3 separate regions of the Zea mays genome follow, and regions 1 and 3 are each linked to region 2. Evidence: chromatin contacts called from public Hi-C data. All regions are on one chromosome and are shown on one strand. Each heading gives the region's core, a stretch centred on a gene start, on an enhancer-like site or on the middle of the called end of the contact. The rest is flanking DNA. Distances are from core to core; before and after follow the strand shown. Region 1 holds the start of LOC100286079. Region 2 holds the start of LOC100192921. Region 3 has its middle 12 kb from the start of LOC103651519.

Evidence for each region. Hi-C and Micro-C count contacts between places; a contact is called where the count stands out from the background.
Region 1: a contact with region 2 is called in a Hi-C map of ear, with 1.9 times the contacts expected there. The contact joins the promoter of LOC100286079 here to the promoter of LOC100192921 in region 2. A contact is called at or near these places in 2 of 25 Hi-C or Micro-C datasets (ear and endosperm).
Region 3: a contact with region 2 is called in a Hi-C map of tassel, with 2.5 times the contacts expected there. The contact joins the enhancer-like site here to the promoter of LOC100192921 in region 2. A contact is called at or near these places in 2 of 25 Hi-C or Micro-C datasets (ear and tassel).

Annotation. Positions count from the first base shown.
Region 1 is chr3:224,006,511-224,010,903 of Zm-B73-REFERENCE-NAM-5.0, forward strand. LOC100286079 reads left to right here and starts at 1,667. Exons shown (of 5, transcript NM_001158967.1): 1 at 1,667-1,828; 2 at 2,167-2,288. The coding sequence starts at 1,782.
Region 2 is chr3:224,723,041-224,727,620 of Zm-B73-REFERENCE-NAM-5.0, forward strand. LOC100192921 reads right to left here and starts at 2,987. Exons shown (of 2, transcript NM_001364547.1): 1 at 2,889-2,987; 2 at 1,064-2,676. The coding sequence starts at 2,652. The coding sequence ends at 1,207.
Region 3 is chr3:225,319,983-225,324,475 of Zm-B73-REFERENCE-NAM-5.0, forward strand. No RefSeq gene overlaps it. Among protein-coding and RNA genes, the nearest start is that of LOC103651519, 12 kb to the right of the region's middle. Within about 2 kb of position 2,494, at least 8 of the 20 cell types and tissues checked have an H3K27ac peak or open chromatin away from gene starts, as enhancers often do. A contact at or near this core is called in tassel, where this site is marked.

The DNA of each region.
Region 1 (4,393 bases), core at 417-2,916, 720 kb before region 2:
GCAGGTCCGCGCGGAGCAGGGGCAGTCTGGAGATGTAGCACCGGCGCTACGAGGAAGATGAAGATGGGGGAAGAAGAAACAGGCGGTTACGTGCGGGGAAAGGAAGTAAGGTTAGGGAAGGGAAGAAAATGAGGGAAACGAAGGGAAGGCACCTCTAGAACGATGACGGGAGGCGATCCGCCATGGATCTCGTCTATGGGGACGCTTGTCCGCCGCAGTCGTGCTGACTTCGCCGCGCTCGCTCGTGTCGCGCAACCGCCGCCACTGAAACTCTAGTTTTGGCCATCTCTGAAGGCCAGGTAGAGCAGTTGGTTTTATACGATGGTACATGAGCGTAAACTTATGTATAACTAAGCGTAAACATTATAGTGGGTGGACTGGATAGTGCGCCTGGTCAACCGGGCGGATGGCCGGACCTTCCTGTAGTTAAACAGAGCTCAGGGCTATATATATATATATCTTTTCGTGCAACCCGACTTATATAAGCAAGGACAGGCTCAAGAGATGTAACTACTTGTTGTTTAGTTCGAAAATATGACACTCAACTTTTGCAAAATTAAACAACTTATTTATTTGGATGCTATACAATGACATCGAGATGGACTAGCTATCTGATTCTGTAAACGTTGAGTGACATATTTACAATTATTCAAAAAATAGGTTTAACAAAATGTTTGTTTGGTTACCTGCATATATACATCAAATTAAATTGAAACGTAAAAAAGTACTAAGATAATATTTCTTTATTTAAATTAACTGTATACTATTTTTTATCATGTGAAGCCTTAATCTTCTATAAAATATACCGATACAACTTAAAACATGTTAATTAGCTAATATCGTATTTGCTCAATAATACCTCCGTTTTTTAATGTTTCTCGTTCACTAGTTTATTTTTGAACTAAAACACGATAAATATAAAAAAAATGAGGTACTATATCCTAGGAGCCTTATGGTAAAGAAACATATTCCATTTTCGTACACGGGCTCCTTTTGCATCTCTCGAGCGAGGCTCAAACGAATTACTTGTACCCACGATAAAAAATAACCCTATTAAATCACCCATATATATTAGTGGGTATAGATTTACCTCCATATATATATCCATATGGGTATAGATTACCCATATCCATAAAAATTAAACATTTATCAAAATATTATATTATACAAATGCCAAGTATATCCATGTAAATACTATTACAAAATTTCTAGCATCATTTAACCATCCATTCAAAAACACCAAATATAATTAGATAAAGTAGCAACACTATGATAGTACTACATAGCATATTATATGTTTCATTACATGACCATCAATTAGTCCTTAAACCTTCTATGACATTACAACCTAAAATGTTGTTAAATAGTGAAAAAGATGGATGAGTGAAGTCAAGTTCATGCCTTTGGGTATTTTATACCCACGGGTTAACAGATATGCTTGAGTCCGGAACGTTTTAATCCTTGTTTAACCGTTGGGTGAAATTTTTTTGCTCAATAAAAGACTCACGCGTAAAATATTTAGTTTATATATACCTTAACGGAGGTATCGAGTGACGGAGATTGCCATCTCAGTTGAACCTGCTTCGCCTTATACGCGGGGGACCATACAGGCTAAGGTGGAAACAAAGACAGGAGAAAGCGGCCCAGTAGCGCCGCCGGAGGGGCAAAGCTGTAAACTTGAGCTGGAAGCACTGCGCCCCTGTCTTCACACCAGTTTGCTGTTTCTTTTTCACCCCGAGCGCGAGAACTAGGGCGACCGCAGCACTACGCCCCTGCTGCCCATGTCTTCGTCGGGGCCTTTGCCGGCGACCGGAACCCACCACGGCAGGTATGTATCCGCCCCTTCTCTTCCCTTCCTGATGTGCAAATTTGAGCACCCGAACCCTAGCTCGAGCTATTTGGCTATTTGTATTCGGATCTAATCTAGTTTGAGCTATCTGGTTATCTTTATCCGTGTCTGATCTCATTACAAGTGTATGAATTAATTACGCCTACTAACTTCGTACATGTGTACACCCATCTATTTTGTTGGGTTCGACCCTGATTAAAATCAAGTGTGATAACCAATGGAATTTTAACATAGATCCTCTTGCGTGTTGTTTTGTACAAAATAATTTATGATCACACCTGAAATTTGCTCTAATTAATGTCCCTTCTTTTATCAAGTCAAAGGGCAGAGTGTAAATCCCAGGGTTCCACTTCTGCACGCAAGGTACAAAAGGCTGATCGTGAGAAGATGCGAAGAGATAAATTAAACGAGCAGTTCCAGGACTTGGGAAATGCACTTGGTATGTAGTTTTCAAGGATTTTCTTGGATCTCTTTGCTCCTATGATATACAAATGGAATCATTTAATTTTGAAAGGCTAAATCAGCAAGAATGTTTATCTTAAAGCGCAAACTATGTCTATGACCTGTCCATCCTATACAACCAACATATGCTCCAGTCCAGTGTCATATATCAACTATATAGCACGTCCACGGTGCCATGCTGTATACCAATCTCTTCAAGTTGACTAGTAAAGTTAGCGAGACTATATAGTTATTACCGTAATGCCTTATATTAGAGATATTGTATGGTACTAGTAAAAAATTGTGAGGTCTATCAGGCCCTAGCGATGTTGGAAGGTCATGTAGGGCCTGTTTTGGCAATAATGTTTCTCAAAACCATAGTTTTTTAATACTACACTTTGCAATTGCCATGACAATACCGTAATTTTGGCAGCTTCAAAAATACTATGGTTGAGAAACATTGTTTGGATACAACATTGTAAAAAAAACTCGGACAGGGAGGGAAAGACCACCCTCCTGGTATTATATTAAGAAGAGACCGAAACATAGTCCCGATCGAGAAAATCCCTGAACCCTAGTCTCCCATCACTAGCGGGCCGTCGCCGCCCATTCTGCAATGGCCCAGCCGGAGGGTGGCACACAAGACGTAACTCGGGAGCGAGCGGGGCACAACGAGGAGTGTTTTTTAACCAAGTCCGAAATTCGCCCCCGAGGGGGATCGAACCTGGGACCTGGAGGTGCTACTCGGAAGCCTTAACCATTACGCTAGAGGCCCTTTCACATTAGATACAATATTGTAAACCATGGTATTAGGCAAAAGCTAGCCATTGGCATGAAAACTTTAGGTTGGAGTGGATTTTCCAATACTCCAAAAATACCATGGTATCTAGAATACCATGGTTTTGAAAAAATAGTTTTCAGGAATGCAACCAAACACCTATCTCTTTCACATTGTACCTTACCAAGGGCATGTTTGGTTCGGACTAATTGGAAAGAGGGAATGGGACTTAGGAGGCAGGACAGGAGTTTAAAAATATTTCATGGGAGTGGGAATTATGGCGGGCAGGGAATGGAGGTTAGAGGGTCAAATATCCCATTAATTACTCACGCGCAGGGGGGGGGGGGTAATTGAGATAAATGGATTCTATCCGCCCATCATAACTTGCCATATAATTTCCCACTCAAAATGCACACACCAAACTTAGCACCCTCTTTTTTTCCTCTACGAACCAAACAAGGGATCAGGACTAAAATTCAAATCACCATCTTTAATCGCTCTATCAACTACATGTGCCCCTTTCCAATACTTGCCAAACGCACTGCATGGGTTATAAACTTGTACTATTTAAGCACTGTTGCATTAGACCATTTTTTTTATTAAAAGGATTGTACTGCTCCATCTAATCAAGGCAATTAGGTGTGTTCCCTTTAAATATTACTTACCTTTCTTTGCCAATCTTTTCTTGGTTTATCTGTTTTACTTTTATAATGATCAATGTTTTCAAATGATATCGCATATCGATACTGAAATTAAATGGAAACTTTTCCTTATGGGACTGCAAAGTAATACTTCCAAAACTTTAGCCATGGAGCTCATATCATGGTAACCTTGTCAAACCTGATGTTCAAACCAAAAAATGAGTTATCAGGAACTGGTAAACTTCACAAATGGTGTTTGTAACTGCAGACATGTGCATAATAACTGCATAAACAGTACTGCAAGTGCTTTGTGTCTGTGCATGTTTGGTTATTTCCTACATGTCCTACTCAACACATGATTTTTGACATTTATTTAGGATTTCTTTTGTTCTTCTGTCCTACTACTTGAAAGCTCCATGTTTTTTTTTCTCGAACAAGCAAAAGAATCTGTATCATTTCATCAGTAAGAGATGAGGAAAATACATGGGTGAAAAGGAGAAGTCCTCTCACTCCAAGACACACAAAACTCTAAAGAAAAGAAGAGGGAAGCCATAGACAAAAAAACTGAAAAAAGATGGCCAACTCCCCTGAAATTAAAAATGCAGGCCTCCTGTAAAAACACTGACCAGGAGCTCTTGGAGGTCTTTAGCTCCAGTTTAGCACCAGAGAACACACTCATCTGCC
Region 2 (4,580 bases), core at 1,737-4,236:
TGATAACCTTGAATCACCTTTGCTAGGGTTTAGTTTGCACGCATATATGCACAAATCGAGGGCGCGCGCGCACACACAGCAGCAGCAGCAGATTAACAATAATGATGCGTGTTAGAAAGGTGCCATGATGGTGTTTGGAGAGTTGTTGCAAGTACATACACGAGCTGACGACCACTCTCCGGCCTCTCTCATCTCATCTCCTCTCCTCACATCGCCATTGGGGTCCGTCGTCGGGACTTGGAAAGCTAATAAAGCTTGAGCAGCACTTGCTACGCACTGGAAAGCTTACGCAGCTTTGCATGGATATCCATGCACACACGCACATGGAAAGATGGATCAGATGACTAAGCTGCTCCATATGCTGCTTACACTCGAGAACCCTAACTATATATAAAAGCTGGTTCGAAAAAGGGTCAAACTTTCCAAGCCCTTTTCCTCGTGCTCAGCAAAAAGGATTTTTTCTACTCATTAATTATTATTGATCTCAGAGATCAAGTTTCAAGGATTATTGATTTTGCAATAGAGCTAGCTAGGTAGAGATATTTTTTTGGAGTACAAAAAATACATTAGTAGTCCTCCAAGTTGACATGCATGCTTTGTCACTTGCCTCTCCAAACTTTTAAAACCTGAAAAAACGAGCGCCGAAACTTGGACGGTCCATTCAAAACTGTCTGAAATCAGGTTTGCCCAAACCGGATGTCGACCTAGCATATCACGCCCGAGTCACTTGTTAAGTCTCTGAATTTAGCATGTTGTGTCACTTTGGTCTTTGAACTTTCATTAGTATGCTCCAACATCGTACACCAAGTTGGCATAATACGGTTTAATCAAACCAGGTTTTGGATGGTTTTGTACGGGCCAACCAAGTTACATGACTGTGTTTAAGGTTTTTGAGCTCGGGGAGTTCATGGACCATTGATGCATTTTACTCGATATTTTTGTGCTTACAAAAGGGAAAACTTGCATACGGAGAAGAACTTGTAGTAATTAACATTAAGATATCTTGCAACGCCCTTGCATTTGATTGCATATTGGATTGGTTCCATCATCGATATGATGATATGATCATCATCGTCTACCTAGTCTTTGATCTAACATTAATAATGATGAAATACATCATAAAGATGGTCTCATGCACATTAGACGAACATAAAAAAAGGGTTAACAACAACATGCATGCTGCGTGGGTGTGTTACAAATCTATCATCATCCTGCTCCTCGTAGGGTTTCGCCTGCTGCCGGGAAGGTGAATGCGGGCATGGCACCGGTGCCACGGTTGTAGCTGAGTGACGACCCGACAACGGCAGCCATGGTGGCGGCGGCGTCATTCGAAGAAGCTGCACCGTAGTTGCGGCGGTCTAGGGTTTGCAGGTCCCGGACCTGGGACTTGAGGAAGCGGAGGTAGCTGGCGGCCTCGTCCAGCATGGAGGCGGTGTCCATCTTGGCGCCGCCCGGGACGAGCTTCTGCAGCACGCGGAGGCGGTCGCTGATGCGCTCCCGCCGCTGCCGCGCCGCCACCGTCTGCGGGTCGGACGAGATGCGCACGTTGCGGCGGCGCGGCGGGCGCTCGGCGCCGGCGCCGGCGTCGTCCTCGGAGCCGAGGGACACCGGGCGCATCGCCGCCGCGCGGTAGATCATCTCCTTCACCTGCGCCAGCGCCTCCGTGTCCGGCTCGTACACGGGGTCGCCGCCGCCGCCGCCGCCGCCGTTGCGCGCGGGGTTCCGGCCGTCGAAGCTGATGTTGCTCGACGAGCCGCTGCTGCTCAGACTCAGAGACGACGGCTTCGCTGATGTCTTGGCGCCGCCGGCCCCACCGGCAGCATGCTGCTGCTGATGCACGGCCGCCGTGCTGAACGCGATCTGGATGCCGCCCGCGGTGGTCGGGGCGGTGGACGCCAGGAGGCTGCACAAGGTGCTCTCTTCCTGTGCCGCTGCCGCCGCCACACGCACAGGTCGCGACCGCTCGGCCTCGGCGGCGGCCTTCCTCTTCCTGTTGGGCCGGCGTTGCCTTCGGCCACCACCACGGCCTCCGCCGCCATGTTCACAGTCCAGGCTCGCCGTTGCTGCGGTCTCGTTGCTGGCGGAGAAGACCGGCGGCGGCGGCGAGCGTCCAAGGACTACGAGGCCGCTGCATCCGCTGTCAACCGCGGCGTTTGTGTTTGTGGTGAAGGCGGGCGGCGCGGCAGCAGTTACCGCGACCGCGGGTGTTGCTGCTGCTGCTGGTGCGAGGTCGTAGTCGGGACTAGGCATCCCCATCGCGGCGTGAGGGCGATGGTGATGCTGCTGTCGCTGCAGGACACCCGCGTCCACGTCCGCGTCCGCGTAGGCGGGCGTTGGCGCCGCCATCGCCATCGCCATCATCGAGGGGAAGGCGACAGCGGCCTCCGCCCCAACCACACCACCACCGCCACCGGCCGCCAGCTGCTGCTTGCCGGCGCAGGAGGCGGGCCCGGGGGCGGCCTGCTGGATGGCCTGCAGCTCCAGGATCGCGGCTGCCAGCGCCTCGTCGAGCACCAGCCTCTCCAGCACCGTCATGCCCCCGCCGCCTTCGATGACGCTGCCCACCTCCGGTGGCGACAGCAAGACGGCGCCGGCCTCGTCGCCCCATGCGTGCTCGCTCAGGATCGTCATGTCGCTCAGGTTATGATCCATCTTTAACTTGGAAGAATCAGACCCCTGCTTGCAAGTTAGCTGGTCTGATCAGCAAAGCAACCACATGATGCATGCATGCGAGCGAGTATTTGTATGCATACATGGATCGAGACGCCATGCATTAAACGGATGACGCGAAGAACTTGCACATAATATATATGCATATGGCATGCATACCATAACACACCAGAATGTATGGAAGAAAATATTATTATTGCAACGTACAGCGCATATACCTCCTCCGATTCCTGATTAATGCGCGATGCAAAGCTAGGTGCAGGTCTGACGACGGAGGCGTGGTGATGATCGAGCAGTGTGGTGGGGATATGGCTGCCGCTGCCACTGCCACTACACTTTCACTGCTGGACTGCTCATCTACTAGTAGACTAGTAGTCGCGCGTGGACCGAGCTGCTAGCAGGCTAGCAGCTGATGATGATGCAAGCTATGGCAAGCGAGGTGCAGAAGGGGGCATTCGTGCACTAGCTAGTAGTCTAGTAGTACTAGTAACCGCTATAGCTTGAGAGGGGAGCCGGCGGCCTGCAAAAGCACCATGCATGGTCCATGGATGGATCAAGGAAAGAGCAAGAGGACAAGAAGATGCCTGCGGTGAGCTGCTAAACTTTTGGCTTTGCTATGTGGGAGCGACTTAATCATCTCTCACTATCCTGTGTGTGTGTGTGTGTGTATGCAGCAGTATAGCAAAAGGCTGCAGGGAGGAAAAGCTAGCATGCTCTTATAAAGAGGGCAACCAAGGAGTAGCTAGGGTACGGTACATAGATAGATTTGTGTGTGTGCATCGCAACCCATAGCAAGCATCTAAGGGAGGCTACTATGGCGGAAAATTTGCTATTTTGTCACACTCAGACGTGGACTTCTCTATTTTACCACCAGATCGACCCACAAATCATAGACATAAATGGTCCCACAAGTCATAAACATAGGGTGATATAATAGCAGAGAGCCCACGTTAGAAGTGACAGAATAGCAATTTTCTCTACTATCATGGCTACATGCACACACTTACTTTCTCCAAAAAGAAAACAAAATCATCCACACACACATACACTTACAGCAGCAGAGCTAGTACGCATGGTCCCTCTCTCTATATGCACACTTGACACTTTTGTGCAGTGATAGATGAGCATGTATACTAGCTAGTACTAGTAGCTAGCTGCTGTCCCGGACTTTAAATGCAGCAAAGTGTCACTCACTTTGGTGTGCACCTAGCTCTAATTAATGGCCTCAATAACTGGGTTCTGAAAGATAAGCTCGGGCAGCAGCGCTAGGGGCAGTCAGCCTAGCGATCGAGCTACATAGATACGTAGGGGCAGGCAGGCCTCAATTATATGGTACTGCAGGCAAAGTACTCTCCCTCAAGTATGTGTATATCGGCTATAATCGTCACAGGTTTGATTCAATACAGTAAAACGCTATAAGTCCGACGGCTCACATATGACCGACGGTCGTATAGGGAACCGTCGGACATAATTTCTGATATCCGAGGGCTGGTAGGCGGACCGTCGGATATAGGCTTATGTTCGACGGCTGGCAGACAAGCCGTCACACATAAGGGAATTTAACCGACGGCCCGCGCCCGTGTCAGTTCATTCTGTCTTTCTCTCCCGCTCCTCGTATGCGTAGCCGCCATCGCCCGGCACCGCCGCCCAAGCCTCTTCCGGCGACCTCCAGCCCCGTCCCGACGCCCGGCCATTATTATTTGCAACTGACTTTATTATCACCACCTCTAATCATTCATAGTACAGCTGACTTTGTAGTTCAATTTTGTTGCCAGTGAGTAGGTGTGGTGATAAAAAAAAACTAGTGCATATGCTGCCAATTAATAAAAATTGGTTGCCAACGTTTGCGTTTTGTACCACGCACCAAATGCAGATGTTTATTGTGGCTGCCTCGTAGCAACAACTAGTAG
Region 3 (4,493 bases), core at 1,244-3,743, 600 kb after region 2:
CTCCTCGTGGCCCCACTAGCAATCTCGCATTGTCGTGAACCTCCGTGAGTTCTCCCCGCAGAAGCGCATGCACGCCTCCCCTTTGCCACGCTACCATTTTCCATTTACCAATTTGGAAAAGGGCTCGATGAGAGGATTCCAGCCATATATATTGTTAGGGTTTAAAGATATTTTAGTTTTCGTAATTATCCTATTTTAAAACTAAAAGTAATTTCAGAAAAAGGCAGAAATCATTTTTAATATCTGAAAATATCTAGAAGGCTCCAAAAATTCTAGGAAAATTTTTAGGCATGATTTGGCGAGAAGATCGACACGAGGCGGGCAATCCACTGATAGTGTTGGCGATGTGTGACTTCACGTGAAGCCAGATCGACAGCACGGCGTCGGCGATGGGGTCGCCAACACTCCAGGCGATGACATCTTGGGACCGAAGCGACGATCAGACTAGCAACAGATGCAGAATACGGTTGCAGAAGAGTAGCGGTCTGTAACCGTGTTTGATACCATGTTAGAGAGGAATGATAGACATAAATAATTGATTCTATTCCATGAATATACATGAGTACATATAGAGGTCAGGGTGGCTTATGAGCCAACCGCACAGGCGTGGTACATGCCAAAAATCAAGGGCCTACTACAATTACACATACTATAATTACAATAGGCGAACATATGTATCAACATAATGTAATAAATAAATTGTATATATATTATTTACATGCTTTAAGTCTGTCTATAGCATTTCTATTGGAACTTGACATCTTGGACATGATTGGTTCATGCGCCCACGAGCGCTGGTCAGGCCCACCAACCCAAGTCTTTGATAGACCAATCACACGTAGTCGAGCTAAGAAGCTACAACAAGAGGTGCACGCGCTAATTTATGAATTTCAATTAAACACTAATGAGAACTTTATGCTACCTAAGTCGTGTATGTTGATATTACTTAGGTTCACCAAATAGGAAGTGCGAAACATATAAAGGGCGAATCAGAAAGAAGAGCTATGTCCGAGTCAGTCCAACGCAATAAAACAGTTCAGAAGAAACAATTATATCTTTTGATTCCCAAAATCTATGAAGGCCCATAAGTACTTTTTGGAAACCTCTTGAAGTCTACTTTCCAATGCTTCTAAGGCCGACTTAATCAAATCTAACATAAAGGCGGCCGACCTACTTTAGTGCTGATTGGTCAGAAGGTCAACAGTCTATTGGATGACTAAGTTTTCGTATTAAACTGCATAATTCTACGAAGTTTCATTAAGCATGCTATACATGGTGATAAAGCTTATCAAGTCAGCTTTCCAACGCATCCAGCCCCACGTCATTTGGAGATTCCTAGGAGAAGTTATTATCAAAATATTGAAGGATGCGCAGAAGTCAAACATCCACACGGAATTCAGCTCTGCAGATCTACCGAAGAGGCTCATTCACATTAGCACGTTAAAATGCTTTTCTTTCGTGTTTATACCTCTCTAAGACTGGTTGTTACTAGTATAAATAGCTCCGTATGTCTATGATGTAAGACAGCTTTGGATAATCTAAAAACAGAACCCTTTTTGTTCAGCTGTGTGCTAACAAATATTGAGAGTGATCTTTACCCATTTGCTCTTGTGAATTCCTTCGCAGGATTGCAGGAGCGGCGACTTCATTCGCTCCCAAGTGGTGCTCTTACTCCCTTCGAGATCTCCTCGATTGATTGTAGGTCGTGTTGGTTGGTTTTTTGAAAGTGTGGTTGGACGAATCCTCGATTCAGGTTGCCGGTTAAAGACGATGGTTGGCTTCGAGTTTTATTTGTCAATTTACACTAGTTATCGCTGCTTACAACTAGTTATCTTAGCTTCTTCCAAGCTAGGTATATCAAGATTGATCCTACGTTGTGAGATCGGACATCGTGACGCATCACATAAGCTTATGGTCCAAAGCAGATTGGAGGCAGAAGATAACATGTCAAGCTCGGTACTAAGATCTATGGCACTAACCTTAATGCTATGATCGTACCTGTCACGCGGAGTCCCCACCACATCAGCTAGTTTAGGTGGCCACGACACCAGGACCTCACACAGCTCAACGTTGTGGCACCGAGCCATTTTAGATTGATGCCATGTGCCATGCCATTAACTATCCAAGTCCAAATCTCGGTTTAAGACCGTAGAAGTATAAAATATAAATATTTTTTTAAAAAAGGGAACTAAATTAGAAGATATGTGACATCAGACATAAGGTTGTTTGATCGAATCGCAAATATGGTAATGACTAATGAACACCATCTCAATTATGGTATGAACAACGAAGAACAGGATAAGGGTAGCTCCAATAGTATACCCAGACCTCACCCAGTGGCAGCAGAGCCGTTTTCGCCGGTAGACACAGTGGCAACGGCCCTAGTGAGTTGCAAGTTGCATGCACCAAGGCGGGCCCAACAAGGCCCAGCACCGTTTGCTTCATTTGCTTGATGGGAACTATTCCAGCCCTATGGCAGGCGTCAGCGTGGGAGCAGCAAGCACACCCAGCCCACCTAGAGATAGTGGACAAATCCAGCCCAGCGCGGCGGCCCTAACAACAGTCTATTTGATGACCAAGTTTTCGTATTAAATTGTATCATTTTACAAAGTTTCATTAAGCATGCTATACATGGTGAGAAAACTTATCAAGTCAGCTTTCCAAAGCATCCATCCCCACGCCATTTGGAGATTCCTAGGAGAAGTTATTATCAAAATACTGAAGGTTGCGCAGAAGTCAAACAGCCACACAGAATTCAGCTCTGCAGATCTTCCGAAGAGGCTCCTTCACATTAGCACGTTAAAATGCTTTTCTTTCGTGTTTATACCTCTCTAAGATTGGTTGTTACTAGTATAAATAGCCCCATATGTCTATGATGTAAGGCAGCTTTGGATAATCTAAAAACAGAACCCTTTTTATTCAGCTGTGTGCTAACAAATATTGAGAGTGATCTTTACCCCTTTGCTCTTGTGAATTTATTCGCGAGATTGCAGAAGCGGCGGCTTCATCCGCTCCCAAGTGGTGCTTCTACTCCCTTCGAGGTCTACTCGATTGATTGTAGGCTGTGTTGGTTGGTTCTTTGAGAGTGTGGTTGGACGGATCCTCGATTCAGGTTGCCGGTTAAAGACAGTGGTTGACTTCGAGTTTTATTTGCCAGGTTGCACTAGTTATCGCTGCTTGTAGCAAGTTATCTTGACTTCTTCGGAGCTAGTTTTCTTAAGATTGATCGTGAGATTGGGCATCGTGACGCATCACATGAGCTTATGGTCCAAAGCAGATTGGAGGCACAAGATAACATATCAAGCTCGGTACTAAGATCTGTGGCACTAACCTTAATGCCATGATCGTACCTGTCACGCGGAGTCCCCACCACATCAGCTAGTTTAGGGCTTGTTCGGTTATTTTCAATCCATATGGATTGGAGGGGATTGATATGGATTGGAGGGGATTTTGACTTATTAGGGATTGAAACCCCCTCAATCCCCCTGAATCCATATGGATTAGGGTAGAACCGAACAAGCCCTTAGGTGGCCACGACACCAGGACCTCACACAGCTCAACGTTGTGGCACCGAGCCCATGCCATTAACTATCCAAGTCCAAATCTCGGTTTAAGACCGTAGAGGTATGAAATAAAAATATTTTTTTAAAAGGGGGGGCTAACCTATAAGATATGTGACATCAGGCATAAGGTTGTTTGATCGAATCGCAAATATGGTAATGACTAATGAATACCATCTCAATTATGGTATGAACAACGAAGAACAGAATAAGACCTTGTTTGTTTGTGTCGAATTGCACCCGGAATTGTTTCAGCTAATCAAAGTTTATATAAATTAGAGAAGCAATCCGATTAGTAATCGTTCCAACCCACCAATCCGGCACAAACGAATAAGGCCTAGTATACCCAGACCTCACCCAGTGGCATCGCTGGTGGACCCACCAGTGGCAACGACCCTAGTGAGTTGCAAGTTGCATGCACCAAGGCGGGCCCAACAAGGCCCAGCACCGTTTGCTTCATTTCCTTGATGGGGAACTATTCCGAGCCTATGGCACGCGGCAGCGTGGGAGCAGCAAGCACACCCAGCCCACCTAGAGACAGTGGACAAGTCGAGCCCAGCGCGGCGGCCCTATCGTAGATTGAAGAAACTCTAAGGGGGCGTTTGGTTGCCTTCTCCGGTGGTGCAGTTGCATCTACACATGCAAAAAGTAGTGTTTGTTTGGTTCGTTGTATCGCACGAGACAGGCTAGCACGGAACTTAAAGCGCCGCGAGCCAGGCCCGGCAGAAACGCATCGCGCGGCCGCACGCGCGCGGCCAGGCTCCGCTCAGCCAGCTCTTTACTCGTGCACGCATATCGAGACACGTTTTTAATTGGTTTTTTCATTATATCGTCTAATTAAAAGATTTAATCACCGAACCGATTTCATATCCGCGTTCCTGACATTTTTGCGAACGAAACTAGACCACTCATACTATATATATTTCAAATAAA